2 separate regions of the Sus scrofa genome follow, and region 2 is linked to region 1. A link is a contact called in public HiChIP or PLAC-seq data. All regions are on one chromosome and are shown on one strand. The core of a region is the stretch at or near the end of the contact, and the rest is flanking DNA. Distances in the headings are between cores, read along the strand shown.

Region 1 (6,662 bases), core at 855-3,354:
CTGACCAACAGGCTTTTTTTTTTTTTTTTCCCCCCCGTCTTTTTTTGGGAAGTTCCCGGGCTAGGGGTCAAATCAGAACTGCAGCTGACGGCCTATATCTCAGCCACAACACCAGATCTGAGCTGTGTCTCCCACCTACACAGCTCACGGCAGTGCCGGATCTTTAACCCACTGAGCAAGGCCAGGGATTGAACCCATGTCCTCATGGATACTAGTCGGGTTCATTACCACTGAGCCACAACAGGAACTTTGCAACAGGCCTTTTTATACCTTTTCCATCACACTTCTTAGGAAGGAAAGATTTGGGACTGTGGTATATTTTTCTTCACCTCCAACCCAAAACATAACCCCCCGGGGCAACTGGATACAGCTTTTCCTTCCTTCAGCTCAGGAGTCCAGTGTGGCCCCGCCCAGTTGGGCCAGCCTCTACTTAGGATACAAGGCAGTACAAGTTATGCTGCTGGCCTTTTGTGTGCCTTTTGGCCAGATCCTCTCCTTAGGGGCGCTCCAGTTTCTCCTCTCTCAGTTCAAGAGTTAGAATCAATGATATTCAAGGCCCCTTTCAGACAGAGGAAAGAACACAGATTTAATCAGAAAATCTTGAGGAGAACTTGAGAATGTGGGCATGACCTCCCAGGAAAAAAACATGACCTCCCAGGAAAATATTCCTTACTGTTCTTCCATGTGTCTCCAGCCAGATAAAAAGCACCTCCCACCACAGGCCCTTTAAAAGCAGTGAGCCTTATAGTTTGCTGGTCCTGGTGCAGGGCTCCACACCCAATACACAGTGAACTTGCTTTCCGTTTCCATCCCTCCTAAAAACATCCCCAGAATAGTTTTTCTAAGTTTGCTTCTGATGGTGTTCTAAACACCAGGTTTTTGTTTTTTGAGTATAGTTGATTTATAACATGTTAATTTCTGCTGTACGACAGTGATTCAGTTACACGTATGTACATTCTTTTTCATATTCTTTACCGCTTGGGTGCATCACAGGATACTACATATAGTTCCCTGTGCTTTAGAGAAGGGCCTTTTTTAATTTTCTTTACTTTCTTTTAATGGCTACATCCAGGGCATATGGAAGTTCCCAGGCCAGGATTGAATGTGAGCCGTAGCCGCAACCTAACAGCAGCTGCGGTGAGGCGGGACCCTTTAACTCACCGTGCTGGGCTGGGGATAGAACGGCTCTTCCCCAGCAACCCCAGCCGCTGCAGTCGCGTTCTTCACCCGGTGCGCCACAATGGGAGCTCGGAACCTTATTGTTTATCCATCGTCTAAGTAATAGTTTGCATCTGCTAACCACAAACTCTCACTCCATCCCTCCCCCATTTCCCCTCCCACTTGACAACAAGGTTGGTTTTTAATTACTGGAGCACACACTGTGCAAGTTTTTTTCTGAGGTAACTGGTATATTGCCATAACAATTCACCAAGCAGAGCACCTCTCCTAGGGCTGACAAGCCAGTGGCTGAGAGACATTCAAGTTGTCACCCATGTCTTCCTTACAAAGACCATCTCAGGGCTGCCTGTGGCATGGTTGAAGAACCACACTCCTGCAGGTGCCCAGGATGTTACCACGCAGCTACCAGAGAGAGAATTCACGAGACTCTTGGCTTCAGGGAACTCCCAGCTTCGCCACCGTGGAGCTGTGTGACCTTGGACAAGTCCTTTCCTCCTTCTGGAAAGTTGTAATGGACCTAAAGGCTCTTCCTGGGTCAGCCTCCGCTATGTGGACGGCCAGGAGACCTAGAATACATTCGCCTTTAAAAAGCTTATTGATCTCAGATAACATATCTAAGAGGGAACCAGAGGCAAAGGACTCAGGGTCGCGGGCTACGAGCCTCGGCCGTCGAACGAGCCTCCACGACCCCGGCACAAATCTCGCGAGATCTTCTCCCGGCGTCGCGGCGTCATCCTCTCGGCGGCCGTGGCGGCGGCGGCGGCGGCAGCACGTAAGACACTCAGAGGGGCGGCCCGTATCCCTCCGCCGCCGGCGCGGCCCGGCCCTCCCTTCCCAGGCCCGCCAATCCCCGCTCTCCCGACCTGCCCCTCGGCCTGGGCCCACCCCGCACTCCTGCGGCCCCACCCCGGCGGCGCCACCCGCCCGCGCGTCCCTCGGTCCACCTGCGGCAGGCAGTCCCTCTGGCTGTCCGACCGGGAGGCGCCGGCCGAGCCCGAGGCTGGGCTCTTGCTTCCCGGCGGAGGGATCCGCGGCTGCTGAGGAGGCGGCGCTGAGCCTGGGAGGCAGAGGCAGCTACGGCGGCGGCGGCGGCGGTGGTGGTGGCGGCGGCGGCGGCGGCGGCGGCTCGGGCGGCAGCGCATAAAGGGGCCGCCGCCGGGTGATGCGGTGACCGCTGCGGCAGGCTCAGGAGCCGAGTGGGCCCCGGCCCTAAGTCTGTCCCGCCGGACCCGCGCTTCGGAGCTCCCCATCTTCTCCGGCCGGCCCGCGGTCACCGAGGCGGCCTCGCACCCCTCGCCCCTTCCCCGTCCCTCCCCTGCCCCCGTCCCCACCCCGGGGGCCGCCGCCACCCGCCTCCCACGATGGCTCTGAAGAGAATCCACAAGGTAAGCGGCCAGAGGTCGGCTGTGGGTTCGGGCCGCTGGGCCTGCCAGCTGAGCAGGCTGCGGCCTGCACTTCCCGCCGTCGTCTCCGCTGGGCTCGCGGCCTCTTCGGACCCGGCTGCCGGCGATGGCCCTGCCGGGCGGCCTTCCTACCCCACTCCCAGTGATGGCGCCGGCGGAGGCCCCGGCGCGCTGACCACGCTTAGGCCGGAGGTATGCTCGCCGGCTCAGCGTTCCTTCCTGGCCTTCTTTCTAGGCCTCGCGTGCTGTGGAGTCCCAGGGCCTCTTCCCGGCCTGGGACTGCTGTGCTAGAGGGCCATTGTCCGGCTGTGCCGAGAGCGGGTGCTGGGACTGGGGCGTTGGGCGGCCCCGTCGACGGAGGTCGAAAGGGCTCCATGCCCCTTCCCTGCCCGGCACCTCGTACCCCCACCTCCGCAGAACCGCCTGAGCTTGGAGCCCGTGTCTCAGGCGGACTGAGGAAGCCTTTTTGTCCGATCCACAAGTATTTTTTGAGTTCACTTGCCTTTTAGCGGCCGCACTCTTCACGTCCACTCTGCTCGTCCAGACACTTAGAGTAGGAAGTTCAGAAGGAAAGTAACGTGATTTTTATGAAGGAGGAGGGAAGTCGAGGGAGAAGCGTTTTTAATTCCTTGAGGTTACCAAATGTAAATGTAGAAACTACCACTTCCGTCGGCTGGAATGGATTTAACAGGAAAGCTGTTAAATTGTGAAGAGAAGAGGTAGAAACCTGAACGTTGGAAACCGCTGGAGAAAATGACACAAAGGTTGCTGTTATAGTCTCTTCGCAAGGTGGTTTTTAACGCTTAAATTAGGTGATATGTTCGGGGAGAGCCTTTTAATGTAGAAGGGATTTTGCTAGATTTTTCCCATAGAAAGTATTTATTTGCCCTTTAAGGTGACGAGTTATTCGTTTAGGTGTCTTAACAGAGGTTTTCCTAATCCTGCTTCCAGAGTAACAGTGCTTCTGTGCTTGGCTTAAAGTTTAGGATTTTTTCCCCTTTCTCTCTAATATTGTAACCTGCTGGTAACTCTCACTGTCATTCCCCCCCACCCCCCTTAGAAGTGGAAAAGCGCTTTTTGTTTGGTGTTTCACTTGTTTACTTGGAGAAGCTGTATTAAACCTCTAGCAGTAAGAAGTAGATCCTGGGATTATCCATCCTGAAGGATGGGATGGAGTTGCAAGAGGAAGAGAACCAATTTTCATCTTGCCTTAAACTCAGTGAAAATGCAGATTTGGACAATTTAAACACAGCTCAGCCGTTGATCCTCACTTCATTCTTGATCAAAACCCATTAATGTGGAATTAATCCCAGTGGTTTCTGTAAATTAGGTTAGATCCTCACCAATTTCTCTGGACTTTGATTTTTATCAAGTGAAAAAGGGCAGACTTTAGACAGAGTACTTGTACTAAAATGAAGTGGGTTATTCGTTAAAACAAGCTTGAACCTTAAGCAACGATCTCTTAACCATTTAAGGGACCAGGAGCACACTGAGGACAGGTGATCCAAGTAAATACTGTATATGCATTTTTAAGGCTTTAAAGAGTTAATAGGTTCCTAAAGACTAATTGAGAAGTTCTCAACTTGAGGTTATACCTGTAAAAGATTGAAGAGGAGTGCGTATGACGTGTGATAGTCTACAGATCAAGAAATGTAGCCTTGAATCTCTACTCTGATTGATATATATGTTATGAAGGTTTTTTCAGAGAAGGAAATAGCACTCAAAACATGGCATCTTAATCTTCTCATGTCCTTGCCTCCAGTAATACTTCTTTTGAGATACCACATATTCTCTAGATTTTTCTCGAAAAGGTGACCTTGTTAAAATTTTAATAAGAAAATTAAGTGCAGACAGTAATTTGAACTTTTAAAATTTAGTATTAACGTTTTTTCACCTAGTTTATAACCTAGAACGCTCCTCCAAAGTATGACTCAACTTCTGAGACTACCATGGATTAGAAAAAAATAAAATTTTTTTTTGGTATACATACTAGTCAATAAGATTGTGAAAACAGAAATTAACCTGCTGCACCACAAGAGGACTTCCCAAACTGTTTGTATAGCATGAATTTTAAATGGAATTTATAGACTTAACCTATGTGTGGATAAGACCAGTCCTTTGTTACCCTCAGCCCTGGTAATGTGTCTGTGATGGAATCCCCACAAGACAGACTTGGCTTATATACTTGGTCTTGGCCTTGAACCTTCCCAGGTAGAATTCTCTGAAAAAATAGTTCTGCTTAATTACCTCCACTTCAAATATCATGGACTACTGCATCTGGGTTCTAATAAAATTTTTACCAAGAACAAATATTTTTGAAATGTGGCATCTTTAAGAATTCAGTATCTTTGACCAAGAGAAGTAGTGTTCTGTGAATCTGACTGTCCTTTAAATGCCATGACTTTTTTTTTTTTGTATGGGGGTCGGGTGTTGGGCTGTGCCCACAGCATGTGGACGTTTCTAGGCTAGGGATCAAACCTGGGGCATAGTGACGCAGGCCGCTGCAGTGACAATGCCAGATCCTTAACCTGCTGTGCCATAAGGGAACTCCTAAATGTCATGACTTTTTTGGAAAAAGCTTTGATGGGTTTTATTTTCATATGTACTTTAAGGTCAGCTGTGCTATGTTTTAACAGAGTATATAGAAAATTCATTATAGTTCTATGCAGGGATGGAGGCTTTTGGGGATTGTATCTACACCAAATGGCCCCAGCCTACTAAGTTTTGAGGTTTTCTGCTGACATTATAGGTCTTTAGCTTTGGTTTTGATGCTTTGAGTGTCTGCCTCTAGCAGCACCACCCCCAGCCCTTTTACAGTTGGCTGCCTCTCATCTATTGTGGGCAGGGAAACCAGATCACTGAGCTTATTAAAATTATGTCTAAAATAAGATCCAGTAGGCTCTGAGTGAAGAGGGCTTCATGTGTTCTGTGAACTGTGGTCTATTTGACTGATCAGAGACCTTTTTTGCTTCCTGTTTTTCTTCTTTACTTTTGTTATACAGATGCAGGAGCCTTTTTGTTGCTCTTAGAGTGCCAGGATATTGAAATATAGGGTTCATTTCTTTATTTTGAGGAAGAGTAACGAATATCATGATTCTTTGAGGAGTCGAAGACAGAGCAAAGTTAGGATACTAAAAGCTCTTAACCATAACAGTGCCGTGTACATTTTAATGGTGTCCTGCTAGTTCCGGTTCATGTTTGGTGTACATAGCTTTGGTGTTAGGACCATCACTTGCTTTATTGTATTTCTGTGATTATAGATTCTTAAGACCCCTGAAAAGACCAGTCAATCAATTAATTTTCCAGTAAAATAAGTATTTCAAACTCTGATGACTCTAAAGACCAGGCAGGTAACCAAAGTGAGCAAGGAGAATTGGAGGGACCTAGATACTGCATGTGCTGTTAGAAGGGGGCAGCTGTTATTCAGCTATTCAGCTCCCTCCAAATGTTACTCTTGCCAGGATCTGTGCCCAAAGTTGCCAGATCTTCTTTTTTTTTTTTTTTGGAAAGTCACAAATCCAGATTTTTGGCAGCCGATTCAAGTTAAAAACAACACCAAAGACACTGCTGCACTTTTTTTGGTAGATTGGTAGGCCTGTTTAATACATGAATTAAAAATAACAAAAGATTGAGGTTCAGCAAATAACCAGGAGTGTAAGGATTAAATCATTTAAGCCATACCTTCTGTCTTTTAAATGTTTCAGCAAATAAACAGCAGTGTAAGGATTAAATCACTTAAACCATACCCTCTCTGTTTTAAGTGTTTTAAGGTATTGCTTTATGTAGATGGGCATGATTAAGTAGTTTTTTGGAAACTTCTAATTCTTTGGTGAGTTTTTGTGTGGTTAGGTCGTAGAGAAAGCCATTTTAGTAGCTGCATTGATCCCATGGTAGAAGTTTATATCTTACATTTACCTTCATTACGATCTGTTTCATGTTATGAATCCTCTTTTTGTAGACTACATCCTTTCTTTAATGTCTTAGATTGGAAGTTACCAAAGGATGATTTTTAAGGGTATGGGAAAGGAGTTGTAACATTGTTAACAGAACTATTTTTTTAAAAAGATTACTTTAAAATAC
Region 2 (7,037 bases), core at 715-3,214, 34 kb after region 1:
ACCTACACCACAGCTCACGGCAACGCCGGATCGTTAACCCACTGAGCAAGGGCAGGGACCGAACCCGCGACCTCATGGTTCCTAGTCGGATTCGTTAACCACTGCGCCACGACGGGAACTCCTAAAATTTTTTAAATTCTTTGATTTCCTTATTTTACTTTAGGATAATTAGGATTTCCTTTGTTACATGGAATTTTAGATCATATGTATTTATTTTTTATTTTGTATTTATTTTTTAGCATTTTCCAGGGCTGCTCCTGCGGCATATGGAGGTTCCCAGGCTAAGGGTCGAATCGGAGCTGTAGCTGCCGGCCTACGCCAGAGCCACAGCAACGCGGGATCCGAGCCACGTCTTCAACCTACACCACAGCTCAGGGCAACACCGGATCCTTAACCTACTGAACAAGGCCAGGGACCGAACCCTCAACCTCATGGTTCCTAGTCAGATTCGTTAACCACTGAGCCATGACAGGAACTCCCTTGATCATATGTAGTTTATAAATATAAGTACCTTGCTTAGCTTTACTTTCTAGGTTGTGGTATAAATATAAGCTTTCAGTGTTTGAAATTTTACAGTACAACAGATAGGATTATATAAATGACAAATTTTGCTAATATCTTTATATAGCATATCATTTCCCTTTTAAAAGATACCTGTTTCGGAGTTCCCGTCGTGGCGCAGTGGTTAACGAATCCGACTAGGAACCATGAGGTTGCGGGTTCGGTCCCTGCCCTTGCTCCGTGGGTTAACGATCCAGCGTTGCCGTGAGCTGTGGTGTAGGTTGCAGATGCGGCGGCTCGGATCCCGTGTTGCTGTGGCTCTGGCGTAGGCCGGTGGCTACAGCTCCGATTGGACCCCTAGCCTGGGAACTTCCGTATGCCGCGGAAGCGGCCCAAGAAATAGTTAAAAAGACAAAAAAAAAAAAAAAAAAAAAAAGATACCTGTTTCATGAGAAAAGTGGTTTTTTCCCCCTTTTTAATCTTGAGAAACTGTTTTAAGCCAGAAACATATCAGCTGTATATTTGATCACTGCTGAAAGCTATCAGCATTGTCACACAAATAGTGCTTGTAAGGATTTCCTGGAACTTGGCAAACGTAACTTTAAAAAAAAAAAAACTGTCTCTGAAAATTAATAGAAACATGTAATCTGCCTAGAAAGGGAATTTATGTTGTGGAAACCATATCTGAAAAGCTGCTCATACATGGGCTTTCTCTTGATGTAAACATTGTTTTAAAACACTTTGAACACAACATTATGAATGTATTTGATACCACTGAACTGTATTACATACTTAAAAATAGGTGAGATGGTACATTTTATGTTATGTGTCCTTTACCACATAAAGAAAAAAAAATACTGAAATAATTTATAGTCCAGATAGACAACAGATAGATAAAAGAAATAACTTAGGACAATATTAGCCATGTTGTGTAGATTTCTCTGTCATGCTTAAAAATGCTTTATTTAAAAAAATTTTTTTCGGGCTGCCCCCACAAAATGCAAAAGTTCCCTGGCCAGGGATTGAACCCAAACTGTGGCAGTGACCCAAGCCACAGCAGTGACAACACTGGATCCTTAACCTGCTAGACCACCAGAGAACTCCCCAAAATCTTTTATTCTAAATCAGTAATATTTCTTTGGGATAAAAGAATGTTCTTGGTTCCTTCAGATTTACTTCTGACTTTCCCACAGACATTAGGCATTTTGTGAGAATAAACTCTTGGTTGAGGAATGTAGCATTGGTTGAATGGGCTGAGAAAAGAGCAGAGCCTGGTTTTGTGTCCAAATAGTAGTGTTTTCTTTATGCAGGAATTCTTTAGAACCTTGAATTTTTTTTGGGAGGGGGGTCTTTTTAGGCCTCATCCTTTGCATATGGAAGTTCCCAGACTAGGGGTCAAATCAGAGCTGTAACCAAATCATGCTGTTTAGTTTAACTTCCTTGTTTTATAGATGTGAATGTTCTGATCTGAAGAAAGTGAGTGACTTGCTTCAAGTTACGTAAGAGCAGAATAATGAGAAAACATCAAATGATATTAAGACTTGGAAGAACTGGATTTGGCCTATTGCTCCTGCTCATATCAGCAAGAACATGTTATGGAATAATCTTAACAATTCTTATGGAAACTTATTTTCATTAACATAATTACACATGAAAATGGTTAGTTTCCAAAATTTACAGTATAATAACCTCTGCAGTTTTTTGGTAGGACCAGTTAGTAAAGGACACTTAGTTCCCACTGTGGTACAGTGGGATCAGCGGTGTCTTGGGAGCGCTGGGAAGCAGGTTCTATCCCTGGCCCAGCACAGTGGTTTAAGGATCCTGTGTAGCCATAGCTGCAGCTTTGGTCACAACTGCAGCTGGGGTCTGATCCCTGGCCGGACACTCCATATGCTGAGGGATAGCCAAAACAGAAAAAAAAAACCCTCACGGGGTTTGTTCGTTTGTTTTATAAACTTAGAAAAGAGCCATCCATTTATACATTCTAAAGAAGTTTCCTCTTTGATCATTGAAACACAACAGTTTAATAGCAAATAAGTTGTATGAAACATTAACTATAGAGTTAGTGATAAAATTATAATTAAAAAGGGATTCCCTTCAAGCACCAACATATTTCTCTGGTGGTAGCGAAGGAACTTATATCATCCCAGATTTCTGTAGCAGATGATAGTGAGGAAAGTCTTCTTGGACATTTAATGATTCTGGCAAGAAATGTGCTGCTGATCTGGGCCCAAAGAAGGGTTGTCGAATGACAGTAAATGAAGATTCACATGGAGGATAGTGTCTGTCATGTTCATTTTCATGTTCTTGGAGGTTGGTAGATGAATTGGCCTCCTGATGAAGCATGTTCTGGAAATAATTTTCCCTTCTCTAGGCAGTCATCAGGTTTTCAAGTTCCAGTGTTGAACGGTACACTTATTTTTGCCTGTATATATGGGTTGAGGAAATAATTTTTGAAACCCATACGTAATAAAAGGCATCAGTGTGTGGTTAAAAAAGGAGAGAGGGTACTTGTTAAATTGGGGAAGTGTTTTATCTAGAAAAACACAGGGGTATACAAGAATGTGTGTATAACCAGTATTTACCATTATAATAGTGAAATATAGGAAATAAAATTTCAGTCACCTAAAGAAGGCAAACATTGTTTAAACATCCACTAGCAAAAAATGGAGTTCCCGTCGTGGCGCAGTGGTTGACGAATCCGACTAGGAACCATGAGGTTGCGGGTTCGGTCCCTGCCCTTGCTCCGTGGGTTAACGATCCGACGTTGCTGTGATGTTGAGCTGTGGTGTAGGTTGCAGACGCGGCTCGGATCCTGCGTTGCTGTGGCTCTGGCGTAGGCCAGCGGCTACGGCTCTGATTGGACCCCTAGCCTGGGAACCTCCATATGCCGAGGGAGTGGTCCAAAGAAATGGCAAAAAGACCAAAAAAAAAAAAAAATCCACTAGCAAAATAAACAGTAGTAAAAAGGAAAAAACTAGATCTTGGTGGAAAAATGTCTTAATATGTTGAGGGAAAAGCGAAGTATACAATGTAACGCTTTTTGAATAAAAGTTTAGAAGTATGATAGGAGTTCCGGTGTAGCGCTGCGGGAAACAAACTCAACCTAGTATTCATGAGGACTTGGGTTTGATCCCTGACTTCACTCAGTGGCTTGAGGATCAGGCGTGGCTGCGGCTGTGGTGTAGGCTGGCAGCTATAGCTCCGATTTGACTCCTAACCTGGGAACTAAATAGGCTTTGGGTGAGGCCCTAAAAAGACAACAATAACAAAAAAGACTGTTAAGAGAATAATAAACACTATCTTTGCAGAACAGATGCTGACTCACAGACACTGAAAAACATGGTCTCTGGAGGAGACAGTTTGAGGGGTGGGGGGATGTGCTTGGGCTGTGGGATAGAAATCCTATGAAATCAGACTGTTAGGATCATTATACAACTACAGATGAGATAAAATCATTTGAGTAATAAAAAAATAAATAAATTTCTACCAAGCAAAACAAAGAATAAATAAATAAATAAAAATTAAAAAGTAAAAATATAGCACAGAAACCACACTGTATGAAATTGGAATGGTGAATCCAATTGAATAAACATTTGTCAAGTCTATCCAGTGTACAAAAGAATGAGTGAAGCTTAATGTGAACTTGGAATTTGGTTAATTATAATATACCTGTATTGTTTCATCAATTGTAACAAATGGACCACACCAATGCAAGCATAAAAATAGAGTATGGTATATATGTATATATGTGGCAGATGGGTGTGTGTGTGTGTGTGTAATTGAATATATATGTTACATATATGTGTAATAAGAGAATTAAAATGAATAACTCCTCTAGAAACCTCAATTTTTAAGTTACTTGAATTATTCTGCATTTGAAGATTAAAGCTTACTCTGCAAATAAATTAGAAAAATCTGAGTGAATAATGTCTTAGATGGAACTTTTAAGTAAGCTTTCAAGTAAGTATAAGAACAGGCTTTTTCTGTTAAAAGTTTTATATTCTTTAAGAAATAGTGTGTTTAGTGGTGGTGGCTGCTTTTAAAAATATAACAACACAGAATATAACAAAACCTCAGTTTTAATGGACTATATGTGGTTTTGTCTACTGATTGTTTTATCTTTAGATGATAGTAAAAATTGTAAAATCTTTATGATTTACATTACATATAATTTAAAGATTAAAAATGTTTATCTAGTTTTTTTAAAAAAGGGGAATAATAAACACTAAATTCAAGGTAATCATTACTTTGTAGAGAATGCACAGGAGACTTCTTAAAGATCCAGAGTTGGAGTTTCTGTTGTGGCCCAGCTGGGGTGCAGGTTTGATGCCCAGCACAGTGGGTTAAGAATCGGGTATTGGAGTTCCCATCGTGGCGCAGTGGTTAACGAACCTGACTAGGAGCCATGAGGTTGCGGGTTCGATCCCTGCCCTTGCTCAGCAGGTTAAGGATCCGGCGTTGCCCTGAGCTGTGGTGAAGGTTGAAGACGTGGCTTGGATCCCGCGTTGCTGTGGCTTTGGTGTAGGCCAGTGGCCACGGCTTCGATTCGACCCCTAGCCGGGGAACCTCCATATGCTGCAGGAGCGGCCCTCAAAAGGCAAATAAAGACAAAATTAAAAAAAGAATCAGGTATTAAAACGTAGGTCATGGGAGTTCCTGTCTTGGCTCAGCAGAAACGAATCTGACTAGTTTCCATGAGGATGTGGGTTCAGTCCCCGGCCTCACTTGGTGAGTTGGAGATCCGGCATTGCTGTGAGCTTTGGTGTAGATTGCAGACACGGTTCAGATCCTGCATTGCTGTGGCTGTGGTATAGCTGGCAGCTGCAGCTCCAATTCGACTCTTAGCCTGGGAACTTCTTTATGCTGTGTGTGCAGCCCTAAAAAGAAAGGAAAAAAAAGTAGGTCAGTTCTGTGGCTCGGATTCAGTCCCTGACCCGGGAACTCTGTATGCCAAGGTATGACCAAAAAAGATTCAGAATATAGCAGTGTGTGTTTGTTTTTACCACATCCATAGCAGGGGAAGTTCCTAAGCCAGGGATCCAAGCTGTGCCATAGCAGTGACCTGAGCCATGGCAGTGACATGTTAACCCACTGAGCCACCAGGGAATTCACTGTTTAGATTGGCCAGGGCTAGGCGATAGGTTTGGGTTTGTGGTAGGTATTTTCTGTACTTTCAGTTGACTTGAGTTTTTTTTTTTTCCTTTTTTTGGTCTTTTTAAGGCCGCACTGGCGGCATATAGAGGCTCGGGGTCAAATCAGAACTACAGCTGCTGGCCTACACCACAGCCACAGCAATGCAGAATCCCAGCCATGTCTGTGACCTACACCACAGCTCACGACAACGCCGGATCCTTAACCTACTGAGCAAGGGCAGGGACCGAACCCGCAACCTCATGGTTCCTAGTCAGATTCGTTAACCACTGTGCCACAACGGGAACTCCTCCATCAATTTGTCTTTAAAATAGAAGGCAGTGTTATTGAAAGGTAAATAGAAAATATTTGAGGAGTTCCCACTGTGGCTCAGTGGCAGTGAACTAGACTAGTATCCTTAAGGATGTGAGTTCAGTCCCTGTCCTCGCTCAGTGGATTAGGGATTTGGTATAGATTGCACATGTGGCTTGGATCCTGTGTGACTGCTGTGGCTGTGGAACAGGCCGGCAGCTATAGCTCTGATTCAGCCCCTAGTCTGGGAACTTCCATACGCCATGGGTGTGGCCCTAAAAAGACTAAAAAAAAAAATTTTTTTTGAGTGTGCAAAGGGATTAAGTCTATCAGCACCTGATAATTTGAGATTCTTTAATTTTATACTGTCAGAAATTATAGATAACTATGAGTTACTATATTTACTGTTTTAAAAATTTGTAATTTTAAATGCCCTAGCACTTATTTTTATTTACTTTAATTAATTTATTTATTTATTTATTTTGCTTTTTAAGGCTGCACCCACTGCGTATGGAAGTTCCCAGGCTAGGATTGAATTGCAGCTGCAGCTGCTGACCTACGCCACAACCACAGCAACCTGGGATCTGAGCCGCATCTATGACCTACACCACAGCTAGGGGCAACACCATACCTTGACCCACTGAGTGAGGCCAGGGACTGAACCCACATCCTCGTGGATACTAGTTGGGTTCATTTCCACTGAGCCACAGCAGGTACTGCTAAATACCCTAGCAGTTATTTTAAAATACTAGCTTCAAGTATTTGGACACATAAATTAACATTTCTGTTGCAACTCTGGTAAGATAGGAGTGGGGCAAGGAGAATTCAATACTGTGGTAGTGACAGACTGCTTCCCTTCAGTGTGTCTTGAAAACAAGGAGCACACCTTATCTTTCTAAATCTTACCCTTTTCTTGATTTCATTTTGTGCTTCCTTTTGCCCTTCACCTTCCCTACACTTTGTCTTTCCAGTAGTCGGTTTTCTAGCATTATCTTTTGTCTCTGATGCTTAATTTTGTCAGATATAAAGCCAGTCAGAATTTCTTATACATCAAAATTTACTGGGGTACTTGTTAAAATTCATATTGTTAG

What was found. HiChIP or PLAC-seq counts read pairs in DNA pulled down with a chosen protein or histone mark.
Region 2: an H3K27ac HiChIP or PLAC-seq map of alveolar macrophages shows a contact between it and region 1. The contact joins the enhancer-like site here to the promoter of UBE2D2 in region 1. A contact is called at or near these places in 6 of 47 Hi-C or Micro-C datasets (alveolar macrophages, brain, embryonic fibroblasts and 3 more) and 1 of 2 datasets of contacts at active chromatin or transcription factors (alveolar macrophages).

Annotation. Positions count from the first base shown.
Region 1 is chr2:141,395,833-141,402,494 of Sscrofa11.1, forward strand. It overlaps UBE2D2 (ubiquitin-conjugating enzyme E2 D2), which reads left to right and starts at 2,105. Exons shown (of 7, transcript XM_005661722.3): 1 at 2,105-2,564.
Region 2 is chr2:141,430,382-141,437,418 of Sscrofa11.1, forward strand. All of the region lies in intron 1 of UBE2D2 (ubiquitin-conjugating enzyme E2 D2), which reads left to right. Among named protein-coding and RNA genes, the nearest start is that of UBE2D2, 36 kb to the left of the region's middle. Within about 2 kb of position 1,965, at least 1 of the 83 cell types and tissues checked has an H3K27ac peak or open chromatin away from gene starts, as enhancers often do. A contact at or near this core is called in alveolar macrophages, where this site is marked.